Linked DNA regions of Mus musculus: all the other regions are linked to region 1. The links are chromatin contacts, called in public Hi-C and HiChIP or PLAC-seq maps. All regions are on one chromosome and are shown on one strand. Each heading gives the region's core, a stretch centred on a gene start, on an enhancer-like site or on the middle of the called end of the contact. The rest is flanking DNA. Distances are from core to core; before and after follow the strand shown.

Region 1 (3,610 bases), core at 649-3,148:
GTTAATTTCCCAACCGGTACATCCCCGGGTAAATACCGATCGCATCATGCAACATTACGAAACCTGAAATCCACCACCCCTGGATTTATAACAGAGATGGGGGAGGGGGAAGGGAGGGGGAAGAAGGGAGGGAGGGAAAGAGGGAGGGAGGAAGGGAAGGAGAGAGAGAGAGAGAGAGAGAGAGAGAGAGAGAGAGAGAGAGAGAGAGAGAGAGAGAGAGATATGCATTACATACTCGAAGATGGGAAGAGATTGCTTCTGTGCTGCAAGGGAAGGGTTCTCCGTGATTCGCAGTCTCATATTCCTCAGCTTTGCAAAGGTTTCCAGAAACCGAATTCTCAATAAGCGTTAGAAGATGCATTGTCTGAATGTACTTCCATTATGCAGTTTATTGTCAAAAAAAAAAAAAAAAAAAAAAAAAAACCCTCAGGGAGGGCTGTATCCTGATGAACCTGCAGTTTCATCAGCACGGTGCAACCCCCTCCCCCAAACTTAACCGAGAGTATATCCTCCTACCTGTTGGTGTTGGATATCCCGACAGACTATAGCTTCTTCTTTCTATAAATTGCTGATTTTTTTTTCCTGAGTGCCTTGACTGAGCATCCAGGCAGGGCTCGGCGGCGCCTGCGCGTTGGAGCCTCCTTCAGCTCCAGCCGCGTCCTCCCCTGTCGCAGCGGCACCGTCTCCCCCAGTAACGCAGGGGCCGCGGCGGCGGCGGCGCGGTGGCGAGGGCGGCGGCGAGGCTTGCTCCGGCCTCCGCCGAGCCAGCAGGAACCCCTGCCTGTCTCCGGAGCAGGCTGGCTTTGCTTCAAAGTCCTGTCCAGTTCAGCCGGCCCCAAATCAGGCTTTTGTTCCCTCGAGGCAGCTTCGGAACTTTTCCCTCCCCGCATGCATTGGCAGTGGGGGGCTCGGGAAGGCTCTTCCCGGACCTCAGGCCCATCCTCTTCCCCTAGGGCAGCGCACGAAGCCACCGTGCCGCGGACGGCCGCCTCCGCCCCAGCTGCCCCGAACCCTCGCCTTCCCCAAACATCGTCTTCCTTTCTCTGTCAGGGTGGTCCTGCTAAGCATTGGATGCGCCTTGTAGAATTCTTCTCAAATGATTTTTCCCCCTGCTGATCTTTGATTTGGCACGCTAGCTGGGGAGAGAAAAAGAAAGAATGAAAATTAAAAAAAAAAAAAAAAAAAAAAAAAAAAGGAAAGAAAAAAAATTAAGCACAGTCAAAAATCTTGCCAGTGGGGGAAGAAGGGAAGCGGGTTGGGGCAGCCTTGTCTTTGTCAGTGGTCATCTGTTCTTGAAGGCACGCAGATCTGCGTTTAAGGAAGGAGAGGCTAAGTTCAGGCGACAAGTGCAAAACCGATCTACACTCATTCTACCTTCTCGAACGTGACTAATGGATCAGGAGTACAAAGATTTTACATGGCTGTTCCTCGCATCCCACCCCAAGCAACAAGACTCTCCTTTCTCTTCCAAGCTGGGATGACCAATAGGTTGCTGATGTCAAAGCGGTGGAGTGTATGAGTTTCCCCTTTCCCTTTTTTTGTTATTAGACATTTAAAAAATAATAATACCAGGAATATGATGAATACCGGAAACTTACACCAGTCCACAAACACCACATAGTCTGACACCTGGTGATTAGGAACGCCCCAAGAATCATCCACGTCTCGATTCTCCCATTTCCAAAGAGTTTTTGCGAGGGTGGGGTAAGATTTTAAACAACTACCCACTCTTCACCCCTTAAAAGCTAGCAGGCACGCTTTCATTAATTCCCAAGGTGAAACGTCTGCTTGTCTTCCTGCAAGCTTATTGCTTTATAATAATCTGTTAATGAAATAGAAAAAAATATCTCTCTACAGTAATAATTCGATCTCGAGACAGCAGTAAAATACCTCATCGCTGGGTGGTGAGATTGTGACATTCAGGGGAAGTCAAGCCAATCAGCATACAGATAATATAGGTTAATTTACATATTGTATTTCTATTGGATACATAGAGGTAAAATGTTTAAAGCTTAAAAATGAATACTTCACTGTCATGATGTCACAGTCGTTACACAAAGACCAACGTTAGTAATACTGAAATAATGTTGAATTGCCCTGATTTGATTGGAGATTTTTTTTAGCCAATTAAAAAAATAATGATTAGCTGTGGGGTGTGTGTATGTGTGTGTGTGTGTGTGTGTGTGTGTGTGTGTGTGTGTCTGTTCTTTTGGTTATCCATAAAACATTTGCTTAGGCATCTTAGGAGAGTCAATCCTACAACAATACTGGAAGTAACTTGAAAATATTTCCACCCAAGGGAGACACCCTGGTTTTTGTGAAACACGACTCAGAAGAACTCAAAACCATATGATGGGTACAACTTTTAAGTAAAATCTCAAATTTGTTTTTTATGAAACTACAGATTAATTTTCTACTTAAATTTTCTACTTCTCAATGCGTTTTGCAAAGAATGGTTGTTTGCTGAACTTTTAAGATTAAAAAAAAACTATATAGAAAAAGCGATTCAAGTAAGTTAACTTAAATATCCACCATTGACAAGTTGTTAGGTTTTTCAGGTTAAGAAAACATTTAAAAGTAAATGTAAAGGTGAAAATAGATTGCCAGACCACAAGGAATAATTCATTTTGGCAAAAAGCATAGGGCTAACTAATCTTATACTTTTTTTTTTTAATCTTTTTTTCTTTTCTTTTTTTGAGACAAGGTTTCTCTGTGTAGCCCTGGCTGTCCTGGAACTCACTTTGTAGACCAGGCTGGCCTCAAACTCAGAAATCTGCCTGCCTCTGCCTCCCGAGTGCTGGGATTAAAGGCGTGCGCCACCACGCCCGGCTAACTGATCTTATACTTTAAGAAGCATATATTGGGGCTGATGAGATGCCTCAGGGAGTAAGAGCACTGACTGCTCTTCCGAATGTCCGAATCCCAGCAAGCAGAGTTGAGCGGGGCTAACCGGAGCGAGCAGAGGATTTATAAATTCAATTCCCAACTCACACACACAAAATAAAAATAATAAAATAAAAATCTTAAAAAAGAAGCATTTATTGATTCCTTAAAGATAATAGAAAGTGATATGTATATGAAGAAGCCTTTTATACCAACTTCCAGGTATACTAGAGCAATTTTTCCTTTATAATTGAGTACAGTTACACTTATTTCAGGTCCCCCTCCCCCCAGTTATTAGATAAAAATGCCAATTTTTTTATTTTTTTTGGCTTGCAAGGTGCTCAAAAACTAGTGAAATAATTTTTAATTTAGTTCATTAATGCTACAGGAGAAAAAGCCAGATTTTGCATCTTTCAACAACAGGGGTTTTAAAGATATATTTAGTGGATGGACAAGGTTTCATATTAACAAGAAGTTCTCAAAAAAGTGTATCGATTACTGAAGATTTGTTCTCATATTGTAGGGTTACTGATCTCAGCTAATTTCTTTTTTGATTCCTTGTATCACCAAACATAGAAAAAAAATTTTTTTTTGAGTTAAGGTACAAAGCAAATGCAACAAAGTACTTTATACCTTAATCTTTGGGCTGAAAAATTTTTTGAAGTTATCCAACTAATTTGTGATTAGGATGACTGAGGTAATTTGATCAGTTTGGTCTTCATAATCA
Region 2 (3,610 bases), core at 438-2,937, 200 kb after region 1:
TGGCTTGTTCAGCCTGCTCTCTTATAGAATCCAAGACTACCAGCCCAGAGATGGCACCACCTACAATGGGCCCTTCCCCCTTGATCACCAACTGAGAAAATGCACCACAGCTGGATCTCATGGAGTCACTTCCCCAATTGAAGCTCCTTTCTCTGTGATTAACTCTAGTCTGTGTCAAGTTGACACACAAAACCAGCCAGCACATACTTGTTCTGAAGTACACACCATAAATTTTGTAGACAATGGTTATAGTTGGTTTTGAACAGTAATTTCCACATTAAAATATTTCTTGGCAGCTATACAATCAGTTGACTATTCAGTGAAAGTTTTAAGAATTAGTTGCAGACAGGTACCAGCAATGCTGTTTCCATTTTAATTTGATTGTGCTGTTTATGACTATCTAAGCAAACATTAGACCAAAATTATCTTCTGCTTAACCTTGCTTTTGGAAACTTGTTCCATCATAATATATTACAGTCTATTCCAGGAGACAGTAAGTTTCAAGAGGGAATTCTTCAGTGTAAATAAAAGTAAAAGACAAGAAAAAAAAATATGTGAATTGAGATAAAGAAGATAATCAAGAGATACACTCAGAATGCCCTGAGTTTGGGAGATGCCACATTTTTCATTTTAGAAAAAGTGGGAAGAAATGGAAGGCAGGTTAATTATGTAAACAATCTCTTTTCAATAACTGAGCAATGTCAGTACACGATGCTACTGATGAGCATTGTAAAAAAAATTATACTCCAGTATATGTGAAATTAAAACAGTAAATACTATATAGCTTTATTCTTTCCAATAGTAAAATAACTAGATTAAATATTTTACCATTAAAAATTATTTTTGTGTCATAGTATGGATCATTGAGATTTTCCATTGTTAACCATTCTTATTCCATCCGTTTCTGCTATTGTTTCTATTATTCATTTTCTTGTGCTTAATTCAACTTAATTTGCTGTTTTCTTTCAAGAGGACAATGTAAAATAATTAATTCTTGAACTGTTCTTTTATGTATTCTAATATAGTGTTGAAGAGATGGCTCCGAGGTTAAGAGCACTGACTGTTTTTTCAGAGGTCCTGAGTTCAATCCCCAGCAACTACATATGACTCACAACCATCTGCAATGAGATTGGATACTCTCTTCTGGTATGTCTGAAGACAGCAACAGTGTACTCATATACTTGAATAAATGAATAAAATCTATTAAAAATTCAAATATAAACATTTCCTACTATAAATTGAATGTTATTACTGCTATCACTACATTTAGAGTATTGTTTTACTTTTATTTTCTTGCAAATATTTTCTCTTTGATGAATAGTTAGGAAACATGTCACTAACTCTAAACTTGGGGCTTGGAATTGTTCATATATTCTTCTGTTATTCATTTGTAGTTCCATTTTATTACAGACTAACATAGACTCAACATGCTTTCTTTTCTTTTTTTTTATTTAAACAATTTTAATTAGATATTTTCTTCATTTACAATTCAAATGCTATCCCGAAAGTCCCTTATACCCTCCCTCCTCCCTGCTCCCCAACCCACCTACTCCTGCTTCCTGGCCCTGGCATTCCCTGTATTGGGGCATGGCCTAGAACAGTGGTTCTCGACTTGTGGGTCACAACCCTATTGAGAGTAGCATATCAAATATCATGCCTATCAAATATTTACATTATGACTCAGTCATTACAGTAGTAAGGAAAGAATTTTATGGTTGACATAACCACAACATGAGGAAGTGTATTAAGGTGACTCAGCATTAAGAAACTTGAGAACCACTGGCTTAGAGGATAATCTATGTCGGTGAACATCCCATTGTGTTTTTAATAATGTCAGTTTTCTTTGATTAGGAAGTGCTAAATATTTGGATGTTGCACTAATGAACAGTGTTCTTCGGTCTTCCACACCTTCATGATTTTCTGTTCAAGTTTACTGTGTGATATTGAAGGCATTGAAGTCTTCAGTTACAGTTATTCCTTTATCTCCTTCTCTTTTCATTTCCAATACTGGATTAATAGTGACACATTTAAAACTAATTTTAGTAAGTACTCTAGAACTTTCAATGTGCATATGCAATATGACAGTCAGTCTTAGAATATTATTATACCATCTATGTATATATATAACTTAAGCAGCATTCAATGCTGAGTTACAATGTTCTTTCTTAATTTTGTGCTTTGTTTTATTTTGCTTCTGCATATTTCACATACATTATTGTGTTACTATTTTTGTGTTAGACATTTAAGTGTTTCTAAAGTGGCTGAAAATAATGTGTTACATGATAACACATTTTTTTTTAAATCTGGTTCTGTCTGTCTGGAATTCAGATTCAATAAACTTACCTTTTTAAGTCTCACTATCATGGGCATGAGGAGGAGGCACCTGGGAGTGTACATGGGTATGCATGTGTGTAGGAGGGGTGCTTAGAGGTGTGTGCATATATATATGTATATATATGACATATATAGATATGAAATATCTTTTTCAGTAATTTTCAATCTCAATTTTTAGTTTTATTTACTTCTGTGGTGTGTGTGTGTGTGTGTGTGTGTGTTTGTGTTAATATGTACTAGTTCCATGTGGTACATGTGAATCACAGAAGAATGTGCCAGATAACTATAGTTACAGGTGGTTGTGAGATGCTGTGTGGTTGCTGGAAAATAAAACTGGGTCCTCAGTAAGTTTCTTCAGACCCTTCTTGCTGTGTTTGAAGCAGAACCTTTCCTTTTAATGATTGGACCATAGCAATTTGGTAAGATCAATTTTCCATGGACCCAAGGGATCTTGCTCTTACCTGGTACCAGAAATCTGGATTCGTATCCTCACGCCTAGGTGACAAGTACAACTACAATAAATATTTAACCCTTCACTGATTTGAGCGAGGCATGTACAGTTTCATCTTAGAAATTTCATAATCTCCAGTTCTTGAGGTCTCTATTTGTGTTGTTGTTGTCGTCTATTTTCTCTCTTCTTATTTAGTTGAGAAAATTAATTTGCTTTAGCTCCAAGTTTATTGATTCTTTCCTTACTATATACTTTGGGAGAAAGCACCACAAAGGGATTTTAAAATCTTTATTTCCATGGGTTTTATGCATTTTTTAGTATTTTCCATTAATGCTAACTGTTGTAGTGAAATACTTTTTATATTCCTACATGCTTTCTAATGTTTCCATTATATATTTATATATATATGTTAGAGTTATCAAAAAGCCATCTTTGGATGGCTAAGGGTCAGAGTCAACTCTAAGTCTGGTCCTTTAGTTGCTTTGTCTTGTGACTGCATGCCATTGTTTTTATTTATCATGACTTTCATTAAACATTGACATAACAATAGGAATGCGGATGTGGTGTTTATATTGATCAATGATATCACGGGGTTTAGAATTACCTTTGGCACAAATCTCTGGCCATGTCTGTGAGGGAGTTTTTGACCTGGGCAACTTGAGTGAGAAGTTATACCTACAAACGGTGGCATCCTTCTATAAGCAAGAGTGGCAGAATGCATCAAAAGAGAAAGGTAGCCCAGCACCACTTCCCTTCCAGCTCGGAATATCGTCTCCCACATCCTGACTGTGCACAGAATGTGGCCACCTGCCAGATACAGATGTG
Region 3 (3,610 bases), core at 439-2,938, 140 kb after region 1:
GGCAAACCTTTAGCCATACATCCAGTGATTTGCTCTTATAAGGGCATATGGTGTCTCTGCAGGGTTTATTGGCTTGCTCATAGGCTAATTGCTTGACCAGTGGCATTGTAGCATCAACATCCGGGAATACTCTCCTGGCTGTCTCCACTAGTCGTGCTAGGAAGTCTGCAACTTCTCATTGGGTCCCTGTATCACCCTAGACAAGCTGGCCCCAAGGTCTCCAGTGCCTGATAGCATCTTCCAAGCTCTAAGAGCAAAGTTATTAATCTGCTCATAAACCTGTATAGGATAACCTGTTTGATTGTTGGCAAAATTCCCTTGCCCCATTAACATGTCTACATTCCAGGCTGCATTGGGGAGTCCAGTGGCAGCATTAGCTGCAGCCTGTTCAACGGCATGCTCAATATAAGCAGCCTTCCATGTTAAATAACCTCCTCCTGAAAGAATGGTCTTGCAGAGGTTCTGCCAATCAAAAGGCATCATACAGTACGGCTGTAGGCACTCAACCTGAGTTATGGTAAAGGCAGCCTGGACCCCATAAGTCAAAACTGACTCCTTCAATCTTTGTACAACCTTCCAATCCAGGGGTTCATGATACCATTGCCCCTGTTGGTCCTGAAATACTGGGATGACCCCTGCAACAGCGGGCACATTTTTCCAGACTTCTGCAGGAAGACTATGCTTTCCCCTTTTGTCTCCCTCATCTTTATAGGGGTGAGGAGAAGGCAACGGAGGGGCTGATGGTTCGGGCGGCCTACCACAACTCAAACTCCAGTGGGACATCTGACTACAGACGCCACTGTCACTATCAGTCCTGGCACTGTCACTAGTAGACCCCTCAGAGCTAGATTCCTTCTTCTCTTTCTTATCTTTGGTTTGTTGTCTAAGCTGTTTAGGTTTTCGGCTGCTAGCCTGAGAAGCAATCTCCTTAGCCCCCTCAAGCGCCTCTGCTCCTTCCTCTATTTTAGCATTGTACTTTCCACTGCTGTCCCTCAAGCACGCCCTGACCAAGACTCAGATGGTTAACATTTTTACTTTCATTTTAGTCGCAGTTGAACCCATATTACCGAAATTGCCTTCATCTCTATTCCTGAGAGTCTTAGTGCTCCGTCCCCTTTTTTCCGGGCACCTGACAGGCCTGTGCTTTTTTAAATTCCCTTCGTCTCTATTCCTGAGAACCTTAATGCTCCGTTCCCTTTTTTTCTGGGAAACCTGTCTTTACTGATAAAGCAGTAGCTGCTTACCAAAATTTCCCTACTGCTGCTTACTAAAATTTCCTTACTGCTGCTTACCAAAATTTCCTTACCACTGCTTACTAAAATTTCCTTACAGCTGCTTACTCAAAATTTCAAAGGTCTGTACTTTCTTTACTTACTGTTGCCAACCAACGGGATGAGTTCCCCGTACGGGCCACCACTTGCTGCACTCTCTGACCCACAGAGACAAGAACGACACAGACACCAAAGCGGGTTCATGTAGCAGCTTCTTTACTTGCAGCTTTTTCCCTTCCAGCTCTCTCCCCAGCTGCTTCTTCTTCCCCTGTCCTTCTTGCAGCAAGCGCTATACTCCTATACTCGGGGCACCTGACCTCATCTCGCTCCACACCACCTCATCTAATCAGAATCACACACGCTTCAGGCACAAGCTCAGGTCAGTCACAGATAGGCTGACAGATCCAGATCACGAGGAATAGTCTAGATTGGCAGGCAGCTTACGCATGCAGTTTTACTGCTCATGTTTGGGTAAGGCAGTAAACATGTGGGGTTCACGGGACCTGGCAATGGGCCAGGACACCATCTTGGCCCATGTGGCTGCACCTGCTTCCCACAGTTACAAACCTTGTCAGTAAAATTTGTAGTGCAATGGAGATGATGGAGAAGTGCCAACTGGAACAGATGTCATTCCCAACTTCATATCTCCAAATGCTTGAGGATTTAAAATCGGAACATAATTTTCACATAAACAATTATGAATTGCCAGAATTAGGGATTTGAGGAGAAGGCCTAGAGAAATCTTGAAAAATAAAGACAAATGAATGTTTGAGAATCTAATTTTCACAAATATGTGATGGTATAGGGTAGACTTTCTATCCATCTAAAATATCCCTGCAAAGTTATAGACATGGGTGTTTTCATACCAGCCTGTTGCATGGCTAATATCCTGCATTCATTCTTCTGGGATGTGGCGCATCATTGAGCTGTTTGACAGGAATTAGGATGGATCGTGTCCTTGGCATCTACTATGGCCTTTGTATAACCACATTTCAGAGACCTTACTGTCTATTGTCATACTACTTACCATCTTTAAGTCAGGTACTTGATTCCTAGCTGGGGGGGTTCCTCTTTCTTTAGTTGTAATGTATATGTACTTCTTGACATTCGCCATTGAAATAAATCCTATTTACTTTATCCTCTATAATTTGCTGAGGTCTAACTAAAAAACGAACCTAATTTCATAGCTGAGGTTATCAATAAATATTTATTATGCATTATTTATATGTATATCTAGTCTCATGCCCAGACAATTTTCTATATTGATTTTAGAAGTAATCTGGATTTAGTTGTAATTCTTTGGATAACCAGGATAAGAGATCAAACTTCATTATAGTCAGTCCCTTCAGCCCACTTGGTGGAGATCCCAGCTCTCATCTCATAAGCTCACTGTGTGATTTTCATGATAGAGAATTATAATATGGCCAAAAAGGCTGTGAAAATATCCAAAGAATATTGTAAAAATATAATATTCTCATGGAGGAAGTTAGATATAAGTGCTTCAGCAGAGATTAAAAAAAACATCTGAAATAGCACTAGCCTCTTCAGTGAAGAGTACAACATGGAGCATTGTGAAGTCCAAAGTCCTCCATGAGAAAAAGAAATGCAACCTACATAGACAAAATCAGCTCTAGATTTCCAGAGTTAAAAGTTGGATAATGGACCACACACATGAGGCCTTATTGGTCATTCAGTAATATTACTTACTTACTGCAGTCATTCTTTCTACATCACAACTGATAATTCATTTGTGACTTTAAATTTTACAGCTTTGGAAAATGTTTTTCTTGTAAATAAGCCTCCCCTTACTGCAAAATATGGGATGGCTTTTACTCTTAACAAATGAACATGGTCAATAATATAACAGTAGAGATTTTCTTTTTTAATTTATTATTATTTATTAATTATTCTATTCATTTACATCTCAAATGATATTTCCCATTCCACTACTTCCCTCTCCTCCTTCCCCTTTGCTTTACGAGAGTGCTCCCCCACCCACCTACCCTCTCTGTCCCACCCCTCCATCATCCCCTTTCACTGGGGCAGCAAACCTCCACAGGACCAAGGGCCTCTCCTCCCATTCATGTCAGATAAGGCCATTCCCTGCTACCTATGTATCTGGATCCATGGATCCATCCCTGTGCACTCCTTGTCTGGTGGTCTAGTCCCTGGGAGTACTGTGTTCCATTCCGATGACATTGTTATTCCTATAGGGTAGCAAACCCTCTCTGCTTCTCTCCTAGGGTCCCCGAGCTCAGTCTGATGGTTGGCTCCAAGCATCCACATCTGCATTGGTCAGTTGTTCTCTGAACCTCCCAAGTTGCAGTCCTCCCAGGATC

The links. Hi-C and Micro-C count contacts between places; a contact is called where the count stands out from the background. HiChIP or PLAC-seq counts read pairs in DNA pulled down with a chosen protein or histone mark.
Region 2: an HNF4G HiChIP or PLAC-seq map of pancreatic cancer cells shows a contact between it and region 1. The contact joins the enhancer-like site here to the promoter of Gpr85 in region 1. A contact is called at or near these places in 3 of 39 promoter capture datasets (the C10 cell line, cranial neural crest and liver), 2 of 484 Hi-C or Micro-C datasets (cortical neurons and macrophages) and 2 of 115 datasets of contacts at active chromatin or transcription factors (bone marrow-derived macrophages and pancreatic cancer cells).
Region 3: a contact with region 1 is called in a Hi-C map of cerebellar granule neurons, with 2.2 times the contacts expected there. The contact joins the enhancer-like site here to the promoter of Gpr85 in region 1. A contact is called at or near these places in 1 of 39 promoter capture datasets (hippocampal neurons), 5 of 484 Hi-C or Micro-C datasets (brain, cerebellar granule neurons, cerebellum and 1 more), 3 of 115 datasets of contacts at active chromatin or transcription factors (bone marrow-derived macrophages, embryonic stem cells and neural progenitor cells) and 2 of 9 other capture datasets (adipose tissue and liver).

The regions. Positions count from the first base shown.
Region 1 is chr6:13,838,044-13,841,653 of GRCm38.p6, forward strand. Gpr85 (G protein-coupled receptor 85) reads right to left here and starts at 1,899. Exons shown (of 3, transcript NM_001330667.1): 1 at 1,599-1,899; 2 at 517-1,136.
Region 2 is chr6:14,043,169-14,046,778 of GRCm38.p6, forward strand. It overlaps Gm38767 (a long non-coding RNA gene), which reads left to right. Exons shown (of 4, transcript XR_868803.3): 4 at 1,026-3,610. Among named protein-coding and RNA genes, the nearest start is that of Gm38767, 26 kb to the left of the region's middle. Within about 2 kb of position 1,688, at least 25 of the 459 cell types and tissues checked have an H3K27ac peak or open chromatin away from gene starts, as enhancers often do. A contact at or near this core is called in pancreatic cancer cells, where this site is marked.
Region 3 is chr6:13,981,068-13,984,677 of GRCm38.p6, forward strand. No RefSeq gene overlaps it. Among named protein-coding and RNA genes, the nearest start is that of Gm38767, 36 kb to the right of the region's middle. Within about 2 kb of position 1,689, at least 9 of the 459 cell types and tissues checked have an H3K27ac peak or open chromatin away from gene starts, as enhancers often do. A contact at or near this core is called in cerebellar granule neurons and cerebellum, where this site is marked.